2 separate regions of the Ovis aries genome follow, and region 2 is linked to region 1. Evidence: chromatin contacts called from public Hi-C data. All regions are on one chromosome and are shown on one strand. The core of a region is the stretch at or near the end of the contact, and the rest is flanking DNA. Distances in the headings are between cores, read along the strand shown. Region 1 has its middle 55 kb from the start of SELENOF. Region 2 overlaps HS2ST1 (heparan sulfate 2-O-sulfotransferase 1).

What was found. Hi-C and Micro-C count contacts between places; a contact is called where the count stands out from the background.
Region 2: a Hi-C map of hypothalamus shows a contact between it and region 1, with 6 times the contacts expected there. The contact joins two enhancer-like sites. A contact is called at or near these places in 10 of 16 Hi-C or Micro-C datasets (blood, hypothalamus, liver and 5 more).

The regions. Positions count from the first base shown.
Region 1 is chr1:63,950,969-63,956,312 of ARS-UI_Ramb_v3.0, forward strand. No RefSeq gene overlaps it. Among named protein-coding and RNA genes, the nearest start is that of SELENOF, 55 kb to the right of the region's middle. Within about 2 kb of position 2,068, at least 9 of the 54 cell types and tissues checked have an H3K27ac peak or open chromatin away from gene starts, as enhancers often do. A contact at or near this core is called in hypothalamus, where this site is marked.
Region 2 is chr1:64,053,080-64,059,069 of ARS-UI_Ramb_v3.0, forward strand. All of the region lies in intron 1 of HS2ST1 (heparan sulfate 2-O-sulfotransferase 1), which reads left to right. Among named protein-coding and RNA genes, the nearest start is that of HS2ST1, 47 kb to the left of the region's middle. Within about 2 kb of position 2,887, at least 7 of the 54 cell types and tissues checked have an H3K27ac peak or open chromatin away from gene starts, as enhancers often do. A contact at or near this core is called in hypothalamus, where this site is marked.

The sequences.
Region 1 (5,344 bases), core at 818-3,317:
CCGAAGGACCACTGCCAACTGTGGGTCAGGGCAACAAATCACTTTTACCCTGGCCACAGGGTCTACACTGAGGGGAACACACCACAGAAAGGCCCTGGGGCTGGCAGGTAAGTCCCCATTGATTTGGGTTTGCTTCTTCATGAGGAATAGGATTAGAAAGAGACTTAACACGTTTCACCTATCTTCTACCTGGCCCGTCTGAGACTCCAAAGGTAGCTAATCCCGGCCCCTACTGGAGACAGGCACCACTGTACTGTGGTCTGTTGTTAAGCCACCTCTCCTGGATTCAGCCCTGGCTGTGGGCACTGAGGGTGGACAGGCAGGACGGTGCTGCTGGACAAAGCCCATGGGCAGGGGTGGTATGACCTAGAATGCTGTTACTGCTTGAAGTCTGGCTAATGGTTACAATCTTCCCTGTATTGTGCCTGTTAAATGTCTCCATTTCATCCCTAGTCTGATCAGAGGCTTGACTAGGATTTGAGGATTCAGGGATAACAGTGGCATCACTGTGAAATGAGTTTGTGCGGTCAGTAAGACACCCTTGTTATCCTCCTCTGGACTTCCATGAAAAAAATTGACCCAACAAGCACCTGGCTCCAAAGTTTGCCCATCTTTTTACTCTCTAGCTGTCTGTCTCTGGACTGCATTTGTGGTGTCTGGGTTGCAGTGCACCTCTACATACCTGAGCCCAGGGATAGCATGGAAAAGGGGCAGACCAAGACGGCAAGGAGATGTAGGGGTGGAAAGCATGGTCAGGTCACTCGAGACGACTGTTCTCTTGCTCTCTGCTCATTTCCTGCTCTGCCAGTTCCTGCTTCACTCACATGACTATCTAGCCTCTTAATTACAGGGCTTAATCAGTAACTGGTTACAGGCTTGCCCCCTGCGCTAGCTGCTGGTTTCCCCTCATAACAGATGAACCAACCTGACGTCAATTCACCTATAAATCGTAGTCCCCTTCTCCCCCAAGAAGCAGAGATTGCTGCCATGCCCTGCCTGCTGTCTGCTGACCATGGTGGGATATTGCTCCAGGACCCTTCGCTTTGGACACGTAAGATCCCTTATCCAAAAAGCCACTGATGTCCCTGTCACTGTCTCTGGGCTCTTTCTTTGGTCTTGAGTCTGGGCAACTACAAGGATTGTAGGCCAGGGACTGCACCCCAACAGATGCCAAGGTTATAAAAGTCAAAAAGTGAGGAATGTTCCAGATTGAAAGATACCAAGAGAACACGGCATGAGGAACAGCACCTGTCTTTGGATTAAGTCCATTGTTGCAGAGGAACCTCTGAGACAACTGGGAAAACTTGAACGGGGTCTCTGGGAGACCTGGGAGAAGGATATAGAAGACTTTTCTGAGTGTGGCTGTTTCACCAAACGTTCCTGTAAAGGATTGTTATGGTAATTCAGGTCTCATGGATGAAACAGTGTCAGGTTGGTGGGAGATGGAGATGGGTATAAAACATGTGGCTCTGGACAAGATGGCATACTTGTAGGATAGGAGGAGAGTTAGTGGAGGGGTTTCACCAGGACAGTGAAATGGAAACTCACTTCTACCTTCCTGAGTGGAAATCAGCCACCAACAATCTTTGCCTGAGCACCTTAGCTTTGAACCAAGGTCCACAGACTTGTCACGTTGGTCTGTCTGCTAAATTCACCTCTGGGGTAGCCCCTGAAGGTGTTTTGGGAAGCAGTTGTGAGAGACAGTTGGAGCCTCATTTGCTGCTGCTGCTGGGGCTAAGTCGCTTCAGTCATGTCTGACTCTGCGACCCCATGGACTGCAGCCCACCAGGCTCCCCCGTCCCTGGGATTCTCCAGGCAAGGACACTGGAGTGGGTTGCCATTTCCTTCTCCAATGCATGAAAGTGAAAAGTGAAAGGGAAGTCGTGTCCGACTCCCAGCGACCCCATGCACCGCAGCCTCATTTGGAAACCTTGAAAACATGGGTGTGATGACTAGATTTGGCCAGCAGATGGCAGCATGCAATTTCGGGGAAAGAATGCAAGACAACCCCAGCTGGGAGGTCCAACTGCGGCTTCACTGTCAGCCAGCTGAGGGCAAAGGCCTGCCGGCTCAGTGAGTTGTTGGCCTTCTCTGAATTAAAGGGCTCCTGCCAGACAAAACCTCAGGCAGGCCAACCTCACTCTGGAAATAATGGGAGAAAGAGGAGGAAAATCAAAAGAAAGTCTTCATTGTGTTCTTTAAAGAAAGAAGGCTTTATTTCATTCTAACAAGGCAAAAAAGGAAAGAGAGAAGCCATAATTTAACAGACCCTGAATCAGACTCCTTGAGGGTCCCAAACCTTAAAAGGAAAGAGTTGGACTCACAAGTCATGGGGCCTAAAGTGACATTAAGTATTTAGATAATAATAAAAATGAAGCTTTGATTTTTATCTGTAAAACAGGGATGGAGATTTGAGAATTGTATGAATATCTTTGGTGTTTAGAGCAGGGACTGGTACAAGTAAGTATTCAATAGAAATCAGCTCAATTATGATTTTCTGAACACTTACTATGGGCCAGGGATTGGACTGTTTCATGCTATATCCTGATTTCTTATACTATACTTGTACTATATATTTTATCTCAATTGTTTAAATTTAAAGCTTAGGAAACTTGTCATTTAAACATTTACTGACTGCCTTCTAGGGCCACTGTGGATTCAGCAGAGGTAAGGACAGACCTGTCCTTCAAGAACCAACTCTAGGGACTTCCGTGGTGGTCCAGTGGTTAAGAATCCACCTTGCAACACAGGGGATCAGGGTTCAATCCCTGGTCAGGGAACTAAGATCCCACATGCCGAGGAGCAACTAAGCTGGAGTGCCACAACTACTGATCAGGAGTCCATGTGCCGCAACGAAAGATCCCACATGATGCAAGTAAGATCCAGTGCAGCCACATAAATAAATATTTTAAAAACCCAACAGATTGAAAAAGAGAAAGAAAGAACCAACTCTACAGGTGGGTGCATAGAGCTAGTTAGGAAAAGAGTGAAAATTTAAAACCAAGACTGATTCAAAAACCTGCTTCTACTACCTTCCATAATAAAGAGACCTAACTTTTACAGATGCCTATTGTAACAGACACTTTACCTGTTCAATTTTCATATTGACCCAAACGAGGTAGCAATTGTCACCACTGTTTTACAAATGCTGCTGCTGCTAAGTTGCTTTAGTCGTGTCCGACTCTGTGCGACCTCATGGACGACAGCCCACCAGGTTCCGCCGTCCCTGGGATTCTCCAGGCAAGAGCACTGGAATGGGTTGCCATTTCCTTCTCCAATGCATGAAGAAATATTAAATGAATTCCTCAGTGGCCATAGTGATAAGGAGCAGTCAAGCTTTATGTACTTGAAGCCCATCTTCTTTGCATGGCAACACTCTAGATGATTCCAAGGATCAGAAGAGATCTATACCAGCAGCACCTCATTCTGTCCAAATGTGAATTCCAACACTGACAGGTCATGAAATCAGAAAGGTATCTTGGAGGTAAGGATCCTTCAAGTCTTCAGATTCAGGTGCTTTTTGTTTGCTTGCTTTGCTTTTGTTTTTTCTTTTGCATGTTGCTGAAGCAGCTTTGGGCTCCCCTGGTGTCTCAGACAGTAAAGAATCCACCTGCGATGCAGGAGATCTTAGCAGCAGGATTCAGAATTGAAAGATCCAAAACTGACACTTTGCTCTTTCATGAGCTGCACGATTGTAAAGCAAGTCATTTAGACTTTCTGGTACTCAATTTCCTCATGGAAGATAATATGTATGACATTGGAAAACTGAAGATTCAGTAAGATAGTTTATGTAAAACCGCTTTGTACAGCCTAAAGGGAAATTGAAGAATTACGTCAATCCTTGTCAAAAATTTTTCCTGTGAAATCTAGTTCAAGACTTGCTATTCAACATCCTTTGTCCTGGATTCAAACTATCTTCCTAGTCTTAACCCTTATGTTTTTAAGTAGAGGTAGGAATTCTAGTTTAAACTGGCTTAAGAGATAAAGGGAATTCATTGATGTCGTAATTAACTGGCTAATGGATTACTCACAGATTGTTTCAGCTTCAGGAGTGAATTGATCAGAAACGAGGTTTTATCTTTCTACCTTCGGGATGCCTTTCAGCTGTGCTGGCTTCATTCTTAGTCAAGCTCTGCCCTCATGGTCACGAGCTGGTTGCAGCAGCTCCTGTCTCTACATCCTCTTAATTTCAAATCCAGTGGAAAGAGACTTTACAGTTAAATTCTGGATAAAACTCTGTCACTTTCAACACATGTCTTGCCTCTGATTCTCACTGGTCCAAATTGAGTTACATGCCCATCATTGAATCAGTCACTCTGGGGCTAGATTATGCTGACTAACTGAACCCAGTTGGGACCCGAATTAGAAGCTGAAGGTTGTCAATCTCTTACTACTAATGAGATGGAGAAGGAAATGGCAGCCCACTCCAGTATTCTTGCCTGGAGAATCCCATGGACAGAGGAGCCTGGTGGGCTACAGTCCACGGGGTTGCAAAGAGTCAGACACGACTGAGCGACTTCACTTCACTAATGAGATAACTACAGGGAGGGGTTATTCTCAAAATACAATATGTCATATTATTTCCAGTAGAAAAAGGATGAATAATTGTGGCTGAGTGGCAAAAACAGAACTCTCACATGTCTGCAGTAGTCGGATTGAACTATTATACGGTGTCTGAAGCACATCCTGTAATTTCTGGCTGACAGGCCCATGGTCATGTTGTTCTCTTCATCTAGAACATTCCTCCAAGCTCTGTCAACCAATTTCTCCTTGGTTTCCACAAGTCTTAGTTTCTTTTTTAAAATTTTTCTATTGATTTTTTTTCTTTTTTAGTCTCTGCTTCATTTATTTCTGCTCTGATTTTTATGATTTAGTTCCTTCTACTAACTTTGGGTTTTGCTTGTTCTTTCTCTGGTTCCTTTAGGTATAAAGTTAGGTTGATGAGATTTTTCTTATTTCCTGAGGCAAGCTTGCATTGCTATAAGCTTTGCTCTTAGAACTGCTTTTGCTGTATCCTGAGAGGGTGTGGGGATGCCAGGCCACTGTTGGGAGGGGCCGGGTCCCTGGCGCTAAGATTAAAGAGAGTATTCCAAAATGGCTCTTTTAAGTACCAGTGTTACTGTGATTAAATATGCTCCCCAAAAGGGCTGCCACCAGCATCTCCATCCCCAGGGGTGTCCCAGTTGCCTCCTGTCTCCCTAGGAGGCTCCCTGAGATTAGCAAGTAGATCTGAATAAGCCTCCTTTCAAACTATTGCCTCTGCTCTGAGACTTACAGCATGTGAGCTTTTGAATGAATCCTGTAAGAGTGAAATCTCTGTTTCTTGTAGCTTTCTAGATCTTCT
Region 2 (5,990 bases), core at 1,637-4,136, 100 kb after region 1:
TCTGGTATAGATCCCAGCAACTGGGGTGCCTGATGTGGTGTGCCAACTCTTCACCCCTCCGGGGGAAGTACCCGCCTAATGAGATCCCTTATTGCTATGTGTAGCCACAGATGAAAGGGTTTTGGCAAGAGTGTTTCTGTGCTGCTCTTACCCAATTTGATGCGGTCCTCTATCCTTTCTTGTAGCATAGGTGTTCATCTAGTTCTCAATTTCTTTTCATAGAGTATCAATCCATGTGTGTGTGCTCAGTCACTTCAGTCGTGCCTGACTCTTTGCGACCCTATGGACTGTAGCCTGCCAGGCTCCTCTGTCCATGGGGATTCTCCAAGTAAGAATACTGGAGTGAGTTGTCATGCCTTCCTCCAGCGGATCTTCCCGACCCAGGAATCGAACCCATGTCTCTTAGGTCTGCTGCTTTGGCAGGCAGGCTCTTTATCTCTAGTGCCACCTGGTTATGTCTGTAGGAGGAAGTAAGTTCAGGTTCTAACCACGTCACCACCTTGAACCCCCAATCTGTTGCTTTTATTGTTACATGGTTAGTAGGAGAGATATGAATACTAATATCTTAATATATAAAGGATGAAAAACTCTACCGTGTGCTTAAAGCTGCCTTTTTTAGCAGTCATGATGGATTTATACTGATACATTCACACTAGAACCCCTTTGGAATGCCATATATTTGTAGTATTACTGATAGTGTTTGTAAAGTTTTAAATGAACTAAATAGCTAAGGTTCTGTGAGTTTGGGTCATACTTTAATAGATTCCCTTAATCTCAGTCTCATTTCAAAAAGAATTGTATGCATTCTTCAGTGATACAGTAAGATAATGTAAATGGCTAAGGAAATTTGGGTAACTGGAGCATAAAGTATATAAGTAGTCATAAGGATGAAATGATATTCAAAAATGTATGCCATGACATGCAACCTTAAAAGACTCAGAAAAAAAAGACTTAAAAGCCCCGAGTTTTCTAATGGCCAGTGAAAAGAGGGATTAGTGTTTAAAAGAGAAGTGGTGGGTTTTTTTGGCCAAAAAATACTTCAGTTCAGTCCAGTCGCTCAGTTGTGTCCGACTCTTGGCGACCCCATGAATTGCAGTACACCAGGCCTCCCTGTCCATCACCAACTCCCGGAGTTCACTCAGATTCACGTCCATCGAGTCCGAGATGCCATCCAGCCATCTCATCCTCTGTTGTCCCCTTCTCCTCCTGCCCCTAATCCCTCCCAGCATCAGAGTCTTTTCCAGTGAGTCAACTCTTCGCATGAGGTGGCCAAAGTACTGGAGTTTCAGCTTTAGCATCATTCCTTCCAAAGAAATCCCAGGGCTGATCTCCTTCAAAATGGATTGCTTGGATCTCCTTGCAGTCCAAGGGACTCTGAAGAGTCTTCTCCAACACAACAGTTCAAAAGCATCAATTCTTTTAAGGGTCTAAATAGTTAAGTGCCTAAATTAGAACAGCTATTCCTTCTGTAGAAGAGGATTATGAAATCACACATTGCTAAAGGTCATAAGTTTTGTAGTTTCAGTTTTTAAAAAATTGGAGTATAGTTGTTTTATACTGTTGTGTCAGTTTCTGCTGTAGAGCAAAGTGAATAAATCATAATATACATATCTCCAGGCTTCCCTTCATCTGCCTGCAATGCAGGAGACCCCTGTTTGATTCCTGGGTCAGGAAGATTCCCTGGAGAAGGGATAGGCTACCCACTCCAGTGTTCTTGGGCTTCCCTGGTGGCTCAGGAGGTAACGAATCCGCCTGCACTACGGGAGACCTGGGTTTGATCCCTGGGTTGGGAAGATCCCCTGGAGGAGGGCATGGCCACCCACTCCAGTATTCTTACCTTGAGAATCCCCAAGGACAGAGGAGCCTGGCACACCAGGCTGCAGTCTATGGGTTGCAAAGAGTCAAACAACACCCTGTGCCTAAGCATAGCACAGCATACATATATCCAGGCTTCCCAGGTATTGCTAGTGGTAAAGAATCTACCTGCTAATGCAGGAGACAAGAGATGCGGGTTTGAGCCCTGAGAGGGCATAGTAACTTACTCCATTATTCTTTGCCTGGAGAGTCTTATGGACAGAGGAGTCTGATGGGCCACCGTCCATAGGGTTGCAAAGAGTCAGACATGAAGCTACTGAGCACGCACCTACATATGTCCCCTCTTTTTTGGATTTCCTTTCCATTTAGGTCACCACAGAGCTTTGAAGAGTTCTCTGTGCTATACAGTAAGTTCTCATTAGCTGTTTATTGTATACATAATGGTGTATATATGTCAATCCAGTCTCCCAATTCATCCCACTGTGCTCTTCCACTTGTTATCCAGAAGTTTGATCTCTATGTCTGTGTCTCTATGTCTGCTTTGCAAATAAGATCATCTATTAGTATATGTAGTTTCAATTTTAAAATGAAGATATATTTTTATTGTGGGTCACTCTGACATCTCATATTGGTTCTTTATGTTATGCTGTCCAGTATTGTTTTTAAGCTACTTGTTTTATGCTAAATCTATTGTATTTTTGTGAATACCAAAGCCATCTCTCACGATTCACACTGTTTCTCAGTTCAGTTGGGGTTGTTATTGTTGACGATGGAGGCTTCAAGAGACTGTTCTAACTTGTGCCTTCTTATTTTGGAGAATTTCCTTCTGCTTGCCAGTGACTCTAATCTTAGCCTCTTTATCCATTGTTTGGCCTTTTTGTGCTAGGTACTACTTTAACATTTTCAGGCTTTTTTTTGTTCTTTCAGCTCACTCTGTTTGCTGGCTTATCTCTGCTTGACTCCTTACTGCTCAGCAGTTCTCACTTGAGGCATGGCATTTCTCCTTAAACCTGTGAATCTCTGAGGGGTCTTTCTCTGAGGAAGGCGCCTTAGTACTTAGTTTAACATATGTGGCTTTCCAGAATAGCTCCTCACTGCCCTCTTCTGGCTGTGGCTTCAGTTTGTCATTGAGCATGCTTTAGTTTTTAATCCTTAGAATTCTAGCAATATTTTGGATAGATTAGTGGTTCTCAAGATTAGTTGCACATTAGAATCACTTTGGGAAGTTTTTAGAAAAAAGTACCAGTTCCTGGGCTTCACTTGTGAAGATTTTGGTTTAATTGATTTTGAGGGTGTGTTTGGCAGGGCTGGGTGTTGGTGTTTCTGGATCTTGTTTCTAATTCTTTAAAGCAGTCGTCAACATTTTTGGCACCAGGGACTGATTTTGTGGAAGACAATTTTTCCACAGACTGAGATGGGGGTTAGGGATGATGTGGATGGTTTCGAGATGATTCAAGTGCATACATTGAGTTTATACCACTGATCTGATAGGAAGCGGAGCTCAGGTAATGTGAGCAATAGGGAGTGGCTGTAAATACAGATGAAACACCTTCTCCTGTGCAGCCCAGTTCCTAAGAAGCCAGGGACTTGTACCAATCTGTGACCCGGCAGTTGTGAACCCTTGCTTCCGATGATTAAAATCTCTAGCTAGTGATTAAAATCTAACCACTGGTATAGATGCCCCTTGGAATCCTTTACAACTTGAACTACTTAGATATAGTCCTTATGTTTTTAGGTATCATAGTGGATTAAAGAATTTAAATTGAGGATTGTAGGTCTTCAGAAGAGGCATGGATTAGATAAGGATATGATGTGGATAAGACTTTATAAGATCTGTATAATATCTCCTAATACTAGAAGAAGTTTTGGAGTGTACTCTCTTCTATCATTTTCCTGCATTAAGATTCATATCTCAATTTTCACTTCCTTTTTTCTGTCTCAGGGGTTCAGCCTGAGGCTTCTGTCTGGATTTGGCCGTTGGAAGATACTCATACTAAATAAGTGTAGGGGGAACCCTTATACTTCTTAGTTGGGTTAGAAACCTGATGGGAAATATATATTTATCGCAACTTCTTAAATGAAGTTTGTAGTTAAATACCAGTTGTAATTAGCATCTTATTAATAATGTCTTCTCCAGTAATTACATTGTTAAGAATACTTTTGGTATCTCTTGTTTTCACATTTCAGCCCATGGTACAAATTTCTCTTATCTGTTAAATCTCTATTACTAAACTTAAATTTGGGTTATTTTTTTTAAATAATAGAATGTATTTAACTTTTTAGGGATTTAGGATTAGCACTCTAGTGTAAAAGGGAGTTATTTGAATAAGAACCTCTTTTTTTTTTTCCAGAGGAAGATTATAGTAAAATTTATTGGTTTATTTGTTAAAGCATATACTGAGAACTTATCTAATTGATTCTTTTGATTTTTTTTTTTAACCATTAGGGTTCTTGAAAATACAGTACTAGAGGTAACATTTTAGTGTTAGCGAACACTTGTGACATTTGCTAAGTTTATTAATATGATTATAGTTCTTATTTTAATCCTCAAATAAGTTTTAGGATCTTTAGGTTTTTTTAAGTGGCATATTGATGGTGACTGCAGCCATGAAATTAAAAGATGCTTACTCCTTGGACGAAAAGTTATGACCAACCTAGATAGCATATTGAAAAGCAGAGATATTACTTTGCCAACAAAGGTCGGTCTAGTCAAGGCAATGGTTTTTCCAGTGGTCATGTATGGATGTGAGAGTTGGACTGTGAAGAAAGCTGAGCACCGAAGAATTGATGCTTTTGAACTGTGGTATTGGAGAATACTCTTGGAGAGTCCCTTGGACTGCAAGGTGATCCAACCAGTCCATTCTGAAGGCGATCAGCCCTGGGATTTCTTTGGAAGGAATGATGCTAAAGCTGAAACTCCAGTACTCTGGCCACCTCACGCAAAGAGTTGACTCATTGGAAAAGACTCTGATGCTGGGAGGGATTGGGGGCAGGAGGAGAAGGCGACGACAGAGGGTGAGATGGCTGGATGGCATCACCGACTCGATGGATGTGAATCTGAGTGAACTCCGGGAGTTGGTGATGGACAGGGAGGCCTGGCATGCTGCAATTCATGGGGTCGCAAAGAGTCAGACATGATTGAGCTACTGAACTGAACTAACTAACTCATCAATATGTGACCATTTTATTGTGTTTCTTTTACTGTGGGATTCATTTATTCAGATGTAGCCTTTGCATGATACCCAAAGCAAATATATGCATTTGGTAGCAGAGTTTGTGAAGTCCCAGCAAAAACAGTGGATATTTGAATGGTTTTGGCTTAGGTCATCTTCAGCTTACCTGTTTCTTTTGTCTTTGAAACATATGTGGTTTCTCTGTTTCTGTGGGTTGTGTAAATGTCTTTGATGTCTTTGGTTTGCTTTAAAAAAAAAAAAAGCAAAACTCAAACATTTTGCTGCTGTATTTTAAGATTTAAGAAATCATATATTTGGAAATTCAGTTTCAAACCTGTTAAAAATAAGTGTAAACTAATTTTAATCTCCTCATTGCATAGAGGCATGAATATGAAATCATTAGTACCATTCAGCTAATAGTATAGAAAAATGGGTTTTTTGATGAAGAAATTGAATACAGATATTACCATCAAATTTCTCTTTGTATCAGTTTCACATAAATAAGTGTTATCCAAATATATGATTTTTTGAATATGTGTATCCTTTAGGTAGAAATGTCTATTTTTCATGGTTGCCGACAGGAAATACTAAAAAACTCAGGTAAATATCTCCTCCCCCAGACTCTCACTATTTAAAGTTCTGGTTCTCAACCTTAGTTCCACCTAGGATTACCTGAGAAATTGACAAAAATATTATGCCTAAGCCCTGTTCTCAGAGATTCTGATTTAATTGGACTAGGCTAAGGATGACTTTGAAGCTAGAATTCTGGGGTTGGGAACTGGGTGTTGGTATTTTTGAAAGCTTCCCAGGGGCTTCCCCAGAGGCTTTGTTTTAAAGAGTCTGCCCGCCAGTGCAGGAGGCAAGGGTTCAGGCCCTGGTCTGGGGAGATCCCCACATTCCGCTTAGCAACTGGGCCTGTGTGCCGCAGCTGTTGAGCCTGTGCTCTGGAGCCTGGGAACCGCAGCTGCTGAGTCCGTGCGTCCTAGGGCTGCTGATGCTCCA